Regions from separate parts of the Mus musculus genome. Here regions 1 and 2 are each linked to region 3. A link is a contact called in public Hi-C and HiChIP or PLAC-seq data. All regions are on one chromosome and are shown on one strand. Each heading gives the region's core, a stretch centred on a gene start, on an enhancer-like site or on the middle of the called end of the contact. The rest is flanking DNA. Distances are from core to core; before and after follow the strand shown.

Evidence for each region. Hi-C and Micro-C count contacts between places; a contact is called where the count stands out from the background. HiChIP or PLAC-seq counts read pairs in DNA pulled down with a chosen protein or histone mark.
Region 1: an H3K27ac HiChIP or PLAC-seq map of embryonic stem cells shows a contact between it and region 3, with 5 read pairs. The contact joins two enhancer-like sites. A contact is called at or near these places in 2 of 115 datasets of contacts at active chromatin or transcription factors (both in embryonic stem cells) and 2 of 9 other capture datasets (embryonic stem cells and macrophages).
Region 2: a Hi-C map of natural killer cells shows a contact between it and region 3, with 4 times the contacts expected there. The contact joins two enhancer-like sites. A contact is called at or near these places in 10 of 484 Hi-C or Micro-C datasets (B cells, CD4 T cells, CD8 T cells and 6 more), 4 of 115 datasets of contacts at active chromatin or transcription factors (embryonic basal ganglia, large pre-B cells, memory CD8 T cells and 1 more) and 2 of 9 other capture datasets (embryonic stem cells and liver).

The regions. Positions count from the first base shown.
Region 1 is chr15:78,000,257-78,002,956 of GRCm38.p6, reverse strand. All of the region lies in intron 2 of Cacng2 (calcium channel, voltage-dependent, gamma subunit 2), which reads left to right. Among named protein-coding and RNA genes, the nearest start is that of Gm46520, 11 kb to the left of the region's middle. Within about 2 kb of position 1,341, at least 13 of the 459 cell types and tissues checked have an H3K27ac peak or open chromatin away from gene starts, as enhancers often do. A contact at or near this core is called in embryonic stem cells, where this site is marked.
Region 2 is chr15:78,834,000-78,836,847 of GRCm38.p6, reverse strand. No RefSeq gene overlaps it. Among named protein-coding and RNA genes, the nearest start is that of Cdc42ep1, 7.2 kb to the left of the region's middle. Within about 2 kb of position 1,312, at least 139 of the 459 cell types and tissues checked have an H3K27ac peak or open chromatin away from gene starts, as enhancers often do. A contact at or near this core is called in CD8 T cells, memory CD8 T cells, natural killer cells and 1 more, where this site is marked.
Region 3 is chr15:78,448,890-78,451,589 of GRCm38.p6, reverse strand. The region is part of intron 10 of Tmprss6 (transmembrane serine protease 6); the gene reads left to right. Among named protein-coding and RNA genes, the nearest start is that of Tmprss6, 18 kb to the left of the region's middle. Within about 2 kb of position 1,334, at least 218 of the 459 cell types and tissues checked have an H3K27ac peak or open chromatin away from gene starts, as enhancers often do. A contact at or near this core is called in CD8 T cells, embryonic stem cells, memory CD8 T cells and 2 more, where this site is marked.

The DNA of each region.
Region 1 (2,700 bases), core at 92-2,591, 450 kb after region 3:
TGAGGAGTTACCCTCAGTGTGCTAACCACTGTGACTATTGGTGTACAAGCCAAGAGAAGACGGTGCTCTGACCTGGAGGAAGGATCCTAGGGATACAGGGTGATCACAAAGTTGGGGTCCACAGGTATCCCCTAGTACAGTGCCAGCAGAGTACAGACCTGAGGCCAGAGAAGAGAAAGAGAAACAGAAGGGCCAGCAGCAGGCCGGATTTCCTATACCCCTGTTTCCTGAGTGTCACCCACCCACTCTGCCAGATGGAGAAAAAGAACAGCATGGCCTCTGAGTGCCGCTACCCACCGGCTGTGCCCACCCCCAAGAGCAACTTTTCAGTGTGATGGCCCTAAGAGCTGGCTCCCTGAGGCCCAAGATCATAACCATGATTTGCCAAGAGGAGCAGGCAAAGCAGACTAACAAGAGAAATGTTGGCTCGAATTACCTAATCCTTATTCATCCACGTACCCCAACTCACCTCTGTCCCACTGAGACAAGAGGCCACTTCCGAAGCATGGCCCTTCCCCATCGGTCAGGACATTAGTCACTTCTGCCACCAACACAGAAAACACGAAGTTAACTTTGGTATGCCTGTAAATCCCAGCACCCAGAAGGCTGAGGCAGGTGGATCAGAGTTTGAGGCCAGCCTGGGCTACACAACTAGCCAGTCTGCGCTACAAAGACCCTGTCAAAGGGGGAAGGAAAGAGGTAAAGAAAGAGAGCCATAAAGGGCCAGAAGGCTCAAACACTTAGCTTACAAAAGCACCCTCGAGTCTCCTGGTTGCTGCGGCTTGTGAGAGAATCCATTGGGATTTACATCTTCTCTGGACAGTGGCTACACACTGGGGATCCCCAAGCCTCAGGTATTAGGGCTAAGGACAGGAATTCCTCCTCTGTGTCTATAAAATCCACATAAACGGCCTAACACACATGGCTTTTCTGAGCCCCAGCTGTCTGCTCTACAATCCATGGATGTAGCCCAGGAAGACTTCAAACTAGGGATGGCTAAATGTGGAGATTCTCCTTTCCCTCCTCCTTCCTCCCTCCTTCCTCCTCCTCCCCTCCTTCCTTCTTTCTCCTCTCCTCTTCTCACCCTTCTGGCCTGGCTTCACACTCCAAAGTTTATTCTCTCCTTGTCTTCATATAGTTTTTCCAGCCAGCCTGTAAGTCTAAAACCACAAGGGGAAAAAAAGTTACCTTCTCTCTCCCACTTAGCCGCTTGAGACACCCAAGAGTCTGTTAGACTAACTCCCCTCTGCTGGTAACCTGGAGCTCGCCCACACTGGAGCAGCCCCATTGCTGTGGGCAGCAGCTTTCCCCTCAGGCCTGCAATCTTGCTTGACTTTGTTTCTTGTGATGCAAATCAGATCCTCTACAGCCCTCCCAGATCTAAATGCCCGTGAATTCCTTTGCTCTGAAGACAGAGGCACACTCTTTTACCTTGACCCACAAGTCCCCTCGTGACCCAGGAGGCTCCACCTGGCTCTGGACCAGGCCTGAACCTTCTCAGCTTCCTCTCTCATGGGTCCTCAAGTCCCTCCACGAGTGCCTGTGAGCCTGGCCCTGTCCGTCACTAAACAAGCCACTTGTCCTACACACCACTTGGTGCTGTCTCTGTCCCACAGACACTCCTAGCAGCTGCCTCCGCTCTCTTGAGAGCTGCTCCCCACTAATCCATATCGCTCTCTCAGGGAAGCTCACCCTGATCCAGCTCAGAGAATGTACGAAGCCCAGGCAGGGGAATGCCATGTGTTAGACGGACAGGCCTGAGATCACAACACTTGGACAGACAGCCAAACTTTTCTAGGCCTCAGTTTCAGCCTCTGGACAATAGAAGTAAAGTGTTCTTCATTGGCTGAGGAGACAGAGAAGGCCTAAAACTGTGTCTGTCACACACTCAATCCTCAGGACATCTCACACACACACACACACACACACACCACACACACATATATACACACACACACACCACACACACACATATACACACACACACACACACACACCACACACACATACACACACACACACACACACACACACCATGGTGCCTCATTGGTATCTTTCTGTTGGAATATATAATCCTGGCTCTGTTACTATTACTATTATTATTATTCTCTAATCTTTTTTACAGTCCAGTCGCTATTCCCCTCCCGGTCCACCCTCTGACAGTTCTTCATCCCATTCCTCCTCTCCTGTCTCCAAGAAGATGTCCTCATCCCCGCCCCCACACCACCAGAACTTCCCCCCTCCCTGGGGCCTTAAGTCTCTAGAGGGTTAGGTGCTTCTGCTCTCACCGAGGCCAGGCCAGGCAGTCCTCTGCTGTATATGTGTTGGGTGCCTCAGATCAGCTAGTGTATGCTGCCTGGTTGGTGGCTCGGTATCTGAGAGATCTGGGGGTCCAGGTTAGTTGAGACTACTGGCCTCCCTGTGGGGTCGCCCTCCTCCTCAGCTTCTTCCAACCTTTCCCTGATTCAACCACAGGGGTCCTTGGCTTCTGTCCATTGGTTGAGTGTAAGTATATGCATCTGGCTCTTTTGGCTGCTTGTTGGGCCTCTCAGACCAATGGTTGAATGTAAATATCTGTGTCTGTCTCAGTCGTCTGCTTGTTGGGCCTCTCAGAAGACAGCCATGCTAGGCTCTTGTCTGTAAGCACACCATGGCATCAGTAATAGTGTCAGGCCTTGGAGCCTCCCCTTGAGCTGGATC
Region 2 (2,848 bases), core at 63-2,562, 390 kb before region 3:
CTTCCTGGATGCTTCCTGGAAGAGGAAGAGACTTTAGGATACAGTTCCCAGAGGCTGTGCAAACTGGAAGGCTTGAAAGCCAGGCTGAGTACACCATGCATAGGGGTGGCATGTGTGCACATACGTGTGGCATGTGTGTATGAGGCCGTAGCCACGAGGAGGACTGGAACCTCAGAGTTGGGCCTGGCCTAAGGGCCTGGTGACCACAGATGAGTGCCAGCCTATCTGTCCCTGCTACTTCTCAAGCCTGGGTGTGAAGGATTTCTTGAAAGCCACTAGGCCAAGACAGGAGCTAATCCGAAGGGTTTCTTGGCATGAGCTGGAGGCCCACAGAGCACAGCTCAGAGACAGCTGGCCAGCCGGAAACGCCTCTGGAATTCCAGGCTCTGGGAAAAGGGCGAGAGCTCGGGTGACTTTTTCTCCTGAGGATCCTTCTGGGCGGCTCAGCTCTGGCTCCTAACTCCCTGGTCCACAGGGAAATGGAGGTGGGGAAAGACCTCCCCCACCTCATTGCCACTCTTGTCTCCAGGAGAGCAAGACACTGGGCGGTGTGTGGGGGTGGGGAGCACAGGAAGGATGTGGGGCTGGTTCCTTGGCCCCACCCTGAGGAGGACAGATAGATGGATGGACATGGGGACATGGGGGGTGGGGTGCTGAGGCACTTGCAGTTGCAGATGGTGGCGAGGACATCAGAAAGGGTCAGGCCCAGGTGACCCATTGTCCCCTGGGTGATGGGACTGAATTCTTCCAAGCTGGCCAGGCCCAGGATGGAAGGGTGGGGAGGGGTCCACATCCAGGAGACCTTTGTTCTTCACTTGAGGGGGGTGGGTGAGAGGGGAGGGGCTGGGGGGGACAGGAAACACGTTAAGAGTAGAACAAACAATAGCCTATTCTCCATGGTCCAGCCTGGCTGGAGAGATAGGCCCTTGGGCTGTGGGCCAGGCTTGGGCCAGAATCATCACCATCACTGCCCCCCCAGGCCCCCTGACCGCCCCCCTGCCACCCCAGCCTGGCCCCAAGATGAGCAAGTGTGCAGCAGGCTTCTCCTTCCTCACCCTCCCTGTGGGCTGTTGCCCAGGGGACTGACAGGTTCAGGGCCAGAACTCAGCAGCACACCTGGCACAGCCCCCAGTTCAGCCAGTGACACCCCTGTCCTCGTCCCCCACCCCCACCAGGCTTGCTGGCTCCTAGCTTCCTGCTCAGATGGCTAGGCTGGGGATGAGAGGAAGATGGTCAGAGGCCCAGCCGGACCCTGCTGCATGGCGCTGCCTGGCAGGCTGGCTGAATTCTTTCTTTCCCATCCTCACGGCCCATTGTCCAGCGAGGACACAGGGCCAAGGGGATGGGGCCACTTCCTCCGCGGCTTCACATAACTGGGCAGTGTGGACATCGCCCTGGGAAATTGGTCTGTGGCCTCTCACAGCACATGAAAAGCTCCAAGCTCACTGCTGCTCTCTCTAATCCTCAAGTGTCAGAAAGACTCCCACATGTGTTAGCCACATCCTCCTGCAACACTGAGTGTGTCTGACAGTCCCGCTGTCACACATCCTTTGAGTGGCAGGGAGCTCACCGCTTATCTGAGAGGGCAACTCCACCAGGCAAGATGTCTCCCTGCAACAGCAGAATTCAGCCCCACCCCTCTGTCTTCTGCTCATTGTCCCTCCCTCCCACCTCAGCTGCCACACACAGAGAAAGGGCCCTAAAGTTCCCCCTGTCAAGTGTTAGAAGGCCTGGCTCCAGCTAGTCCCAACTGGGATTCTTGGGCAAGCTTCTCACCCTCCCTTGCCTCAGTTTATCTGTCTGTAAAATGGGAAGAGTAATGCATACCATCAAAGTGGCAACCTGAGGAAGCTGTTTTACAAACACAGGCTGGGGGTGTGCATCATAGGAATCACAGCTCCCCCCACCCCCCGCAACCCCTCTCCCTGGCTGGCTTACAGTTCTGTCATGGACTTCATGTCACATCACAACAGACTCATTAAGCACCAGGTCAGGAGAGGGCAAGGGAGCAAAGCCATTGCCTTTGAACTCAGGAATTTACACTCCCATCTGTCAGAGGGGGACGCGCAGCTTCTATTTTATATGTAGAGAACCCTTTGTAAGGTCATAAGGACCTGAGGAGGATGTCTCTCTCACCGGTGAGGAGAACAGCCCAGAAGAGTTGCTGTGACTTGCCTGAGGTCCCACAGCAAGGCTCTGCTGGGAATGGAGTTGGTTATCAGCAGGCCCTGGAGGGGTTAAGCGCTTTGGCTTGAGCCCAGGGCGGGTGGGGGTGGGGGGGGGGGTTGGGGACTCTTAAGGGGAGGGAGGGTGGGAGCAGGCAGTTCTTCCTCCTGGGTCTCTAATGCAGCCCTGGTGGGCAGTGTGAACTGCAGCCACAGCCTTGTGTTGACTCAGCGAGGTCTCCTGCCAAGGCTTGCTGACCAGAGGAGCCCCCGGGGGAGGCTCAGGCCACATTCTTTGCCTGCTGGAGACTAGGGTGGGGGAAGTGGCTGGTACATCCTGGTGGAGCCTGTGTGCTGGAGAGGAGAGGAGATGCTGGGGTGAAGGGTGGGACGAGGCGGGAAATGCTTTTCAGGGAAGCCAAGGCTAGGTACCTGAGGGGCTATCACAGAGTGAGTGGGCTGGCCTGGCCTGGATGGATTAGTCAGGGGCTGGTTGCTCCCAAGACTGAGGCTGAGCTTGGCAATGAAGAGAGTAGATCTGGTTAGGCCACCATCACTGTTTGGCCCCTCCTGCCTCAGTTTCCCCACTTAGCAAATGAGCACGTGGTAATAAGCTCCCTACCTCACTCACTTCAGGGAGGATCAAAGGCATGAACAAGTTGGGTCAGAGTGAGCCCCCTGGG
Region 3 (2,700 bases), core at 85-2,584:
GCCCATGACTGGAGTTTTCTGAATGAAGGTGCTGTGTTTTCAGCCATGACCCCTCCCTGAGTGTTGTCACTATCTCTGAGAGGCCAGAGGGAGAGGGAATAGCCTTGGGCCTAGCACTCTCTTGCAGCCTGTGCCTAAGGCCCATTAGTCTAGGTTGATCCTGTGCCAAGTGTTGTGGGGCCCCAGAGCTCAGTTTCTGCACAACAGAAACACTAGCTTCACCGGGGTAACTCAGATGGGTCACAGTAAGGCTCCTCCCAGTGGTTGTCAGTCACAGGCAGTTAGACTGGGGCTCAAAGCCTGGCTCCCCTGGTTCCTTCTTGGGCAAGACTTACCTCTCCCAGCCTCTGGAACTTATCTGAGTGTGCTGAGACTGGGATGGACTCTGAGGACGAAGTGCTCACCTAACATAGCATGATTTCTGGGCTCCACCTGGTAGCCCCCAATAAGAAAGAAAGAAAGAAAGAAAGAAAGAAAGAAAGAAAGAAAGAAAGAAAGAAAGAAAGAAAGAAAGAAAGAAAGGAAGGAAGCCATGGACATGCAAGATGGCTGAGTGGGTTAAGAGGCTTGCCGGCAAGTTTGAGGACCTGAGTTCAGTCCCTGGAACCAACATGGTGGAAGGAGGGGACTGACTCCCAGAAGTCATTGCTTCCCCTCCACAGACCTGCTGTCCCAAACAAGAGTGTGTTCTATTACACAGAAACAAACAAAGCAAAGGGCCTGGAACGAGACGCCTTCCACTGGAGACTAAATAAGATGGTGGGTGGAGACGGTACCAACCACAATCGCTAAATGGCTCTTACTCGGTGCCACACAGGTGTGGAAAGCGATTATGTGCTCCCCACAGTCGAGCAAGGGAGGCGGACTCAGATCCTGTCCTTAACCTGCTTTCTGCGGCTGTAACAAAATTGCCAAGGCAGGGAAGTTTATAAAGAATAGAGGTTTGTGCAGCTCCTGGTGGCGAAGGCTGGAAGTCTAAGAAAGCAGCATAAGACTCTGGCTTTCTGCTGAGTCATAGTGGGACAGAGGGTGTCAGGAGATGAGGCAGGGCCGAAGGGGCTTGCCTGATGGTGCAGGGTAGGGGTGGGGGCTTGAGGCCACCCACCAGTGCTTCCTTTATCTGCTAGATGAATGCATTCACCAGGTACAGCCCCTTCCTGACCCAATCACTTCCCTGAATGCCCTTCCTCCAAACGCCACTAGCCTAAGACATTGGAGAATCCAAGTGTGAATTTTGGTTTCAAGTATGAATTCCAGGGACTCACAGTTGAACGAGCCTCACAGCTTGTGGGAAGCCTGAGGCCCAGAGGCTGAGTCATTTGCTAAAAGTCCCTGTGGCTTGTGACGTCATCACTGAGCTCAGGCAGCTGGCCGGCCCCCAGGGCATGATTGCCCAGCCGTGTGTGTGTGTGTGTGTGTGTGTGTGTGTGTGTGTGTGTGTGTGTGTGTGTGTGTGTGTGAGAGAGAGAGAGAGAGAGAGAGAGAGAGAGAGAGGAAAAGAGCACTCAGTTGTACACTTAATTGTATGGTGTCTCCTCAGGAAGGCTCTCATCTCTCAGTAGAGCCATTCCCAGCCGATGGGAGATCAGGGCATCTCTGTGGCTCTCACCAGTTCCTCTGAAAGCAGCTGGGAAAGTTGCACCTCATCTCAGCCCTTCCCCTGGGATACAGGGTCCCCAGTGGAGAGTTAACTCCTTGCTCCATACAGTGAATGCCCTGGGGAGGGCAAGGCATGATGGGAAATATACAACAGAGGCCTGGGGCCTGGTCTCTGGTTATTGTGGGCTGATAAAGATAACGTCATTGCTGGGAAATTCTCTGAAGAATGTGTCCTGGAAAATCTGCTGTGTGGGTAGCAGGGGCCTGAGAGATGGAGGAAGGGAGAGGGAGACCAGGTCCTTTGGTCCAGCAATTGAGGAGTACAGGGAAAAGATGGCTGAACCCCTGTCCCCAGTGCCAGTCTAGAGACAAGGGACTCTTCTACTAGCTGGGCACCCTTGGTCCCTATCTTGTCTGTCCATTTTGTTTTCTCCTGGTTCTGCCTGCCATCCTGCTGTTCTGTTGTTCTGCTGTCCCCACAGGGTCCGCTTGCCCTTCAGTGGCCTGCAGGTGGTGGGGGTGGGGACGCGGGTCTTGTCCTTGTAAGATCTAGCTGCTGGATGCTGGGTTTCACAGAACCTCCTCACTGGGCGATACCGCAGCACTGGCTTCCCCCCTTCCAGGAACCTGCCCTCATTTCCTCTCATGTGATGTCACTCTCCTGTGACCTGCCTGACCCTTTCTGCTAACTTCCAGCCATGAGATAAGGCAGAACGACAGGCTCCAGAGGCCCCTGTAAGCCTGACTCTAAGTGGTCTTTCTGCTTCCCCAAGGCCCTGTGACTAGTGCCACTTGCAGCCACTCTGTATCAGGTCCCCCAAACCATTCTTCCAGGTTCTCTGAAATATCTGCAAGGAGGTGGGGTCAGGGGATGGCTTTCTCCTGACTATAGTTCGGCCACCACACTTACGGAGGCCTGAAGTTTGCCGAGGTCACAGAACTAACTCGTCTGGTGGCAAAGTTATATGGAGCCCGGCTCTGCAAAATGTCCTGTCCACCACAGAGCAGGCCACTGTCCCTCCCTCAGTGCTGTCTTTCTGCCCTCTGTCCTTCAGCTTGTCCATAGAAAGAGCCATGTTCACAGTGAGGCCTGACCCCTCC